Regions from separate parts of the Nothobranchius furzeri genome. Here region 1 is linked to region 2. The links are chromatin contacts, called in public Hi-C maps. All regions are on one chromosome and are shown on one strand. The core of a region is the stretch at or near the end of the contact, and the rest is flanking DNA. Distances in the headings are between cores, read along the strand shown. Region 1 holds the start of camk2n1a (calcium/calmodulin-dependent protein kinase II inhibitor 1a). Region 2 holds the start of ece2a (endothelin converting enzyme 2a).

Region 1 (3,289 bases), core at 534-3,033, 170 kb before region 2:
CCCCTGGTGTAACATATTCTCAGCTCGATGATAGTAGAAAAGGAGAAACAGCCAGCTGCTACCACCTAATAAGTGAATTTGATTTTTGACTATGTGAGACTGCTGATTTGGTGAAGGTAAATAAACAGTGTTGGGAGTAACGTGGTACAAAAGTAATTAATTACTGTAATGCATTGCTTTTTGCTGTAATGTGGTAATGTAAGGCATTACAGCGAAAGAAAATGGTAATATTTACTCAGCACAATTGTCAATAACGCGGTAATTACAATGCATTTTTAAACCCAGAATCATGATGTGGGTTTCCTAAAAATTCTAATTGCGGGAAGCCTGAAAAAAGATCCAGTATGCACATATATGACGTCATTTATGGACTCAGCTTTGCGGGCATTCTATCAGCAGAGAGGACGCAGCGGCAATGGCTCAAATACTCCAGCTGCGTCCTGCGCGCGGCCGCTGTTATATTCACAAAATTGCTCCACCAAAACAAAGTCATTCGTTTGCGATCGTTTAAATCAGCCCATATTCTCTGGTACTTCATGTACTTTTCAGCTGAGTTCATAATCTGTGCCCCGGTGATTTCAACTCATTGCTGTTGGAGCGCAGCGCATATTAAGCTTTTATTTTGTGTTTTGTGTTCGGTAGATCCCTTTGGCAGATTAGTTAGAAAGTAGGAAATCTAGGAAACAGTTTTTCTGGAAGACGGAGAAAACATGCAACATGCAGGAAGGTTAGAGAGAGAAAGGGCCGGAAATGATTCAAATAAAATCAAGAAAACAAAACAAAGTGCTTGAAAAGGAAAAAAAAGTAGGTAGATTTATCCCCAATACACATTTTTACCAGTGAAAATCAATAATATATAAGCATTTAATATTTATACATGTGATAGAATCAGATCACCTCAGAAGTCAGTCCCACATCCAGGGCCGTATCAAGGCATTTGGGGACCAAGGCAAATATAGGCTTGGAGCCCCCCACCACCTCACTCCCTGCTCAGTTAATATAAGATGGCAGCGTGCTGAGAGTACAGATTGTTGTTGCTTTTATTTAATAAACAATCATTTTAAAGCACTGTTATTATATCTGACTGTTTTTGACAGCAACCCTAGCTCAGACACCATATCACGTTCCACATATATGTCATGAGCTCACTGAGCGTCACATTACCAGATTCATGTTGAAGTTGTACTGGTGAAAGTAACTTAAAGTAATGCAAATGTAGTGTAATACCTTACATTTTATAATCAGTAATATTGTAATATAATGAATTACTTTAAAATGAGGGTAACAAGTAATAAATAATGCATTACAGTTTTGAAGTAACTTGCCCAACACTGTAAATAAACAATTGTATTGAAATTGTAGTCATTTTCCAAATCTTTCCATTTTCCAGCCCCACCAAGACATTTTCCTCACCAGCTGCCACTGGATTTATTGCATTTATTGCAGATAAGTGTTTCTCTGCAAGCTTTACGTACATTCCCGTCTCTTAAAGATTACTTTATTGAAAAAAAAAAACATCCAAATAAATGCACCAACAACATGAAATTGCAGGAAATGTACTGTATCTGACAGAGATAGGATCCAAACTGCATGCAGTATGATTGATAGAATACTCAGATGGATTACACTGTTATGTATGAAGATGCAAGGGCCATGAATTTGCCGCGGCAGTTTCATTTCTCCCCTGTTGGTGGCTCTCTTGCTCCTCCATCATTCAGAGGTTCCTGGCGCGCGCGCACTCTCGCGCTTCACACCCGGATGGATGACTTCACCGCTCTGCCTGGGTTTCCAGTATGATCCCGGGATCTCCCACTTCCCTCGCCAGACTTCAGCTAGCAACACAAGTGCACGGATCTCTCTTTCGCGTTGTGCACACACTCACACACACACACACACACACACTGACTTCATCTGCCGCTCACCCAGAGACCTAACATAGACTGAGAAGATCCCAGCAGGAGACGCGCAAGCTGCACACGCATCAAAAGGAGGACCTACTGCTCCTGCGAGGAAGACTTTTAAATCTAACCTCGGTGATTTTTCTCTTGTGTTTTGGTGCCACAATGTCCGAGGTGCTGCCATACAACGAGGGCAAAATGAACGGCTACGGGGCGGACAGTGAGGTTAGTCAGATGTCCTTTAGTTGTGGACTGCAGGACACAAACGCCTTTTTCGCTGCGTCGCAGGCGAAAAGACCCCCAAAGCTTGGACAGATCGGCAGAGCCAAGCGAGGTAAGGGATCAGTGTGAATGGTAGTGATGATAATTCATGGGATACAGAATATGGATGAAGATTAACTTTGTATTTACACTCATCTTGAAACGTAGGCATTATTTATGCAAGAGATACTATTCCTGCAATGACGCGCCCCATGTAAATACCGCACATACTTAAACAGGTTATATTTTAAAAGCTTGGTTTAGATTTCACCAGGTGCGCCTTTCTGCGCAGTGGGGATTTGCAAAAAATAAAAAAATAAAACCTTTTATTTTATATTTATTCACCTGCAGCCGCAATAAGTGTATGTTTTCCGCGCCATATGCCTTCCCCCTTAATGGATCAAATAAATGTTGATGTCATGGTGGATCTGAGCCGGTTGATCGCATCTCACTCTCTTCTCCCATCTCCACAGTGGTCATCGAGGACGATCGAATAGACGAGGTCCTGAAGGGGATGACAGACAAGTCCTCACCCGGCGTTTAAACGTCATCGTTGCCTTGCAGACTTTTTTAATTTCCGATCACCGATTTGAAGCACTTGTCGGCTGTGCATGTTCGAGGATTGCGGGAGAAAAAACGGCAGCTCGGAAGCGATGAGAAGGACGGCGAAAAGAGAAGAGGCTAATGGACTGGGCTTTTTTTATTTTTCAAAAATAAAAACAGATAGGGGGAAATATGTGAGGAAGAGGAGAGAGGTGAAGGAATAATGACAGACTCTGGGTGAAAAAGACCAAGATTTGTCGTGGGATTGCTGGCAATTCTCCAAAAAGCGAATCCCGATTTTTAACCACTGGTGCGCAGCAGGATGTTTAGATGGCGGACTCCGCTCTGTATCTCAACCTCTGCTGATTTAGATGAAGGATGAACTTGTCATTTCATCACCCACCGCCTCTTTCTGTTTCTTTCATAACAAAAACATGAAAGAAAAAACGCGCTGTAAGCAACCAAACACTGCAACTAGAGGGCAAAGCAGCCCTATTTCAATAAGTTGTACAGTAGGTAAGCTGTAAGTTCTCCCCCCTCCTCCCCCACTCCTCTTAGGCTTTGCTTTGTTGATTCGGTCAGCGACG
Region 2 (3,292 bases), core at 312-2,811:
ATTCGTAATGTTGCGCTTATAAAGTAAATTCCTTGTACATTACTCACTTGTTGGTCACAATCTCCTCTGAAGCTTCACTTATTATGTTGTAAAAAATAAAACTATTCCGACTGAAAACACGTGTTGAACGATGGTGTTGAAACTAACACCACCAAACGTCTCCAGGCAGTCCCGAGCTAACTTCCTGCTAAAACGTACTTACAAAAACTTAAAGAAACCAGATTAACTCTGATTTAATTATCTATTTTAATACTGGCACAGTTTTTATCTGTGTTTCTCAAAGCGTGAATGTTTTTGAAGGCGGAGCAACATGTGGGAGTGCTACAGTATTGGTGCGTTCAAATACTTCCTGAAAACACGTAAAATCTCCTTGTTTCATTTGAGGAATTTACGTTTTAAACTGAACAGATTTAAAACCTTAACCGAGTTATGCTTTTGTTGGTGTGTGTGTGTGTGTGTGTGTGTGTGTGTGTGTGTGTGTGTGTGTGTGTGTGTGTGTGTGTGTGTGTGTGTGTGTGTGTGTGTGTGTGTGTGTGTGTGTGTGTTTATTTATTATCTTATTTTTTGTAGTGAAAACCAGCATCAGCAAGGGCCTTGAATATAAAACATGGCTACGTCGTTCAGCATGACAATGATCCCAAACATCGAAAGGGTAACGAAAGTGTGGCGTCATAGATGCATTAAGGTCCTCCTAGAGTGGCTTAGCTACCCTGCAAACAGTCAACGTCGCATGGACGTGCAGATCATGTCTATATTGAGTCTGTCGGTCCAGACCACGTCTGTGGGACGTCCAAACTAGATCTTTGCACAGTGGGCAGTCTCCAGATCTCAACCCCACAGAAAATCTATGGAGGGAGTTGAAAGTTCGTGTTGCCCAGCAAACAGCTGCAAAACATCATTGCTCAAGAGGAGATCCGCATGGATGAATGGGCCAAAATACCAGCAGCAGTGTGTGAAAACCTTGTGAAGACTTACAGAAAACCTTTGACCCCTGTCATTGCCAACAAAAGGAACAGAGTATTGAGATGGACTTTTGTTATTGACCAAATACTTACTTTCCACCATAATTTTGGCAAATAAGTTCTTTAAAAAATCAGACAAATGTGATTTTTTGGATTTTTCCCCTCATTTTGTCTAATAGCTGAAGAATACCGATGAAAATTACAGACCTCTCGTCTTTTAAGTGGGAGAACTTGTACTAATGGTGGCTGACTAAATACTTTTTTGTCCCATTGAACATGAAACGCCACAATCAAGTGGCTAGCATGTGGAACATCTATTTGGACTGCCCATATGTGAGTTCTGGAGAATCCCAGAACAGCCAGCATGCTTTAGGGCCAATGGGTGGGCTTCGAGCGGCATTGGCAATGCTGCAGCAACACACATGCCCCTCCCCCGTTGTTCTGTTGTTTTAGTGTTTTACTTGTTTTGTTTGTTAAGCACTTTGCAGCTTCTATGCTGCTGTTAAGTGCTATATCAATGAAGTTGAATGGACTTGACAGACCACCAGCAAAAACCACTGATCCACCGCTGCATCCACTGATTGCAGCATCCATTTTGCCTCAGAAAAACTAAACTAAAACACACACAGAGAGAGAGAGAGAGAGAGAGAGAGAGAGAGAGAGAGAGAGAGAGAGAGAGAGAGAGAGAGAGAGAGAGAGAGAGAGAGAGAGAGAGAGGATTAAAATAAAGTCTCACTCCAAACTGCAGAAGTTGGCACATAGCTCATTTGATATCCCCCCCCCCCCCTTTTCCGTGGTGTAGCAGTACCGTAAATGTCCAGTAGGTGGTAGTGTTTCGCTTTCCTCTTTACAGTTAGTCATTTTGATCTGGAAACTTTCTGACAAGCTCCTGCACATCATCCCGCTTTTTGTAGCTTATTATTTATTGCTTGTTTTCTATGTGTGATGTGTTCTATTTTGTGATGTCTTCAAATCGATTCTAAAGTCAAAATTGTCCAAGTCATGTGACTTTGATCCTCTTTCCTGCAGGTTTGTCTTAGGTGGACATAAAATGTCTCCTGAAATGTCTTTAAAAACGTTTTTTACCGCCTTTTCTGCACTTACAGCCAAGAAACAGACACAAAACTGTTCAAATGAGACAAAAATATGAATTATATGGGCTCCTTTTACCAGAACAGATAGAATGATGCAACATAACCTAATTTTGAGGAAAAATAATACTCTGGATGGATAGAATAATTACGGCTACAGATGACAACATCTTTTGTTGATGTGACCTAAGTTTTTATAGTAACCCTTTTATTTATTTCTCAGCTCGTCTGTGTTTTAGAGTAAAGCGTGTCCCTCCAGCCCGATGTAGAGCGCTGCATCACAGTTACATAACCCATCTAATGAAAGTGGGGTTACAGTATTTTAAATGGTTTGCAAATTTGGAAAAAGCTGACCTAAACATCCTGAACTGGAGCTTGTAAAACGCTCCGATGCTCTCAGGTCCTGAGTCCAGACGCGGATTCCTAGACCCGGTCTGAAGATGCGGAGAATAATTGGACTCGGATTCCTCTTCACAGAGAAGAAGCAGCACCAGACCACGTGAGAGGACGCCTCAGACAGCCCGGCTCATCTCAGCTGCTGACATGGACTCCTGGACGTCCCCAGAAACAGACGCACATTAGGCAGAGATGCATGAATGTAACCTCTGATCCTCCTTCCCTCATTTCTTCTTCTTTTCGTTTCTTTTAGTTCGGTTTACTCCTCCCTCCCCTTTTGTTTGACAGCTCCAGAGGGAGTAATGGCTTGGCCGTGCATCAGCAGAGTGTGCTGCTTGGCTCGCTTCTGGAACCAGTTCGACAAGTCGGACCTGTCCGTCCCGCTGACTATCCACAACTACTCGGACATTGCCGAGCAGGAGGTGCGCTCCGTCACCAAGCAGATCAGCGAGTCGGAGAGCGCGCCCGGGAATAACTACACCATCCCGCGTAAAGGCTCCCCACAGGCGCCCTCTGATGGGACCCGCGGATCTTTCAGGGCACGGAAGGAGCCCAGCTACAAGCCCCGGGAGGACTACCACCCACCTGGGGTGCCCTTCCCCAGCGTTACCCAGTACAAGCAGGATTTCAAACCTTGGCCCATCCCCAGGAAGGACAACTTCCCCTGGATCAGTAACGGGGGGAGTAGGACTGAAGGTGTTCCGGACGGCCCCGGGGACAGAGAGGACAGGGGTTCGGGGCAGAGATGGGTGATGGAGGACAGCAAAACCAGCTCCTACAGGTAGGTCTTTTATCTGTTTAAGCACCTGGAGCTGTCCACTCCTTCACTGCCCCAGAGGCATT

The links. A called contact is a pair of places that touch in the nucleus more often than the background predicts.
Region 1: a Hi-C map of skeletal muscle shows a contact between it and region 2, with 13 times the contacts expected there. The contact joins the promoter of camk2n1a here to the promoter of ece2a in region 2. A contact is called at or near these places in 2 of 2 Hi-C or Micro-C datasets (skeletal muscle and tail fin).

The regions. Positions count from the first base shown.
Region 1 is chr11:56,131,334-56,134,622 of NfurGRZ-RIMD1, reverse strand. It overlaps camk2n1a (calcium/calmodulin-dependent protein kinase II inhibitor 1a), which reads left to right and starts at 1,783. Exons shown (of 2, transcript XM_015977157.3): 1 at 1,783-2,232; 2 at 2,633-3,289. The coding sequence starts at 2,064. The coding sequence ends at 2,703.
Region 2 is chr11:55,963,339-55,966,630 of NfurGRZ-RIMD1, reverse strand. It overlaps ece2a (endothelin converting enzyme 2a), which reads right to left and starts at 1,561. Exons shown (of 4, transcript XM_070541713.1): 1 at 48-1,561. It overlaps map6d1 (MAP6 domain containing 1), which reads left to right and starts at 2,509. Exons shown (of 4, transcript XM_015957081.3): 1 at 2,509-2,651; 2 at 2,738-3,230. The coding sequence starts at 2,642.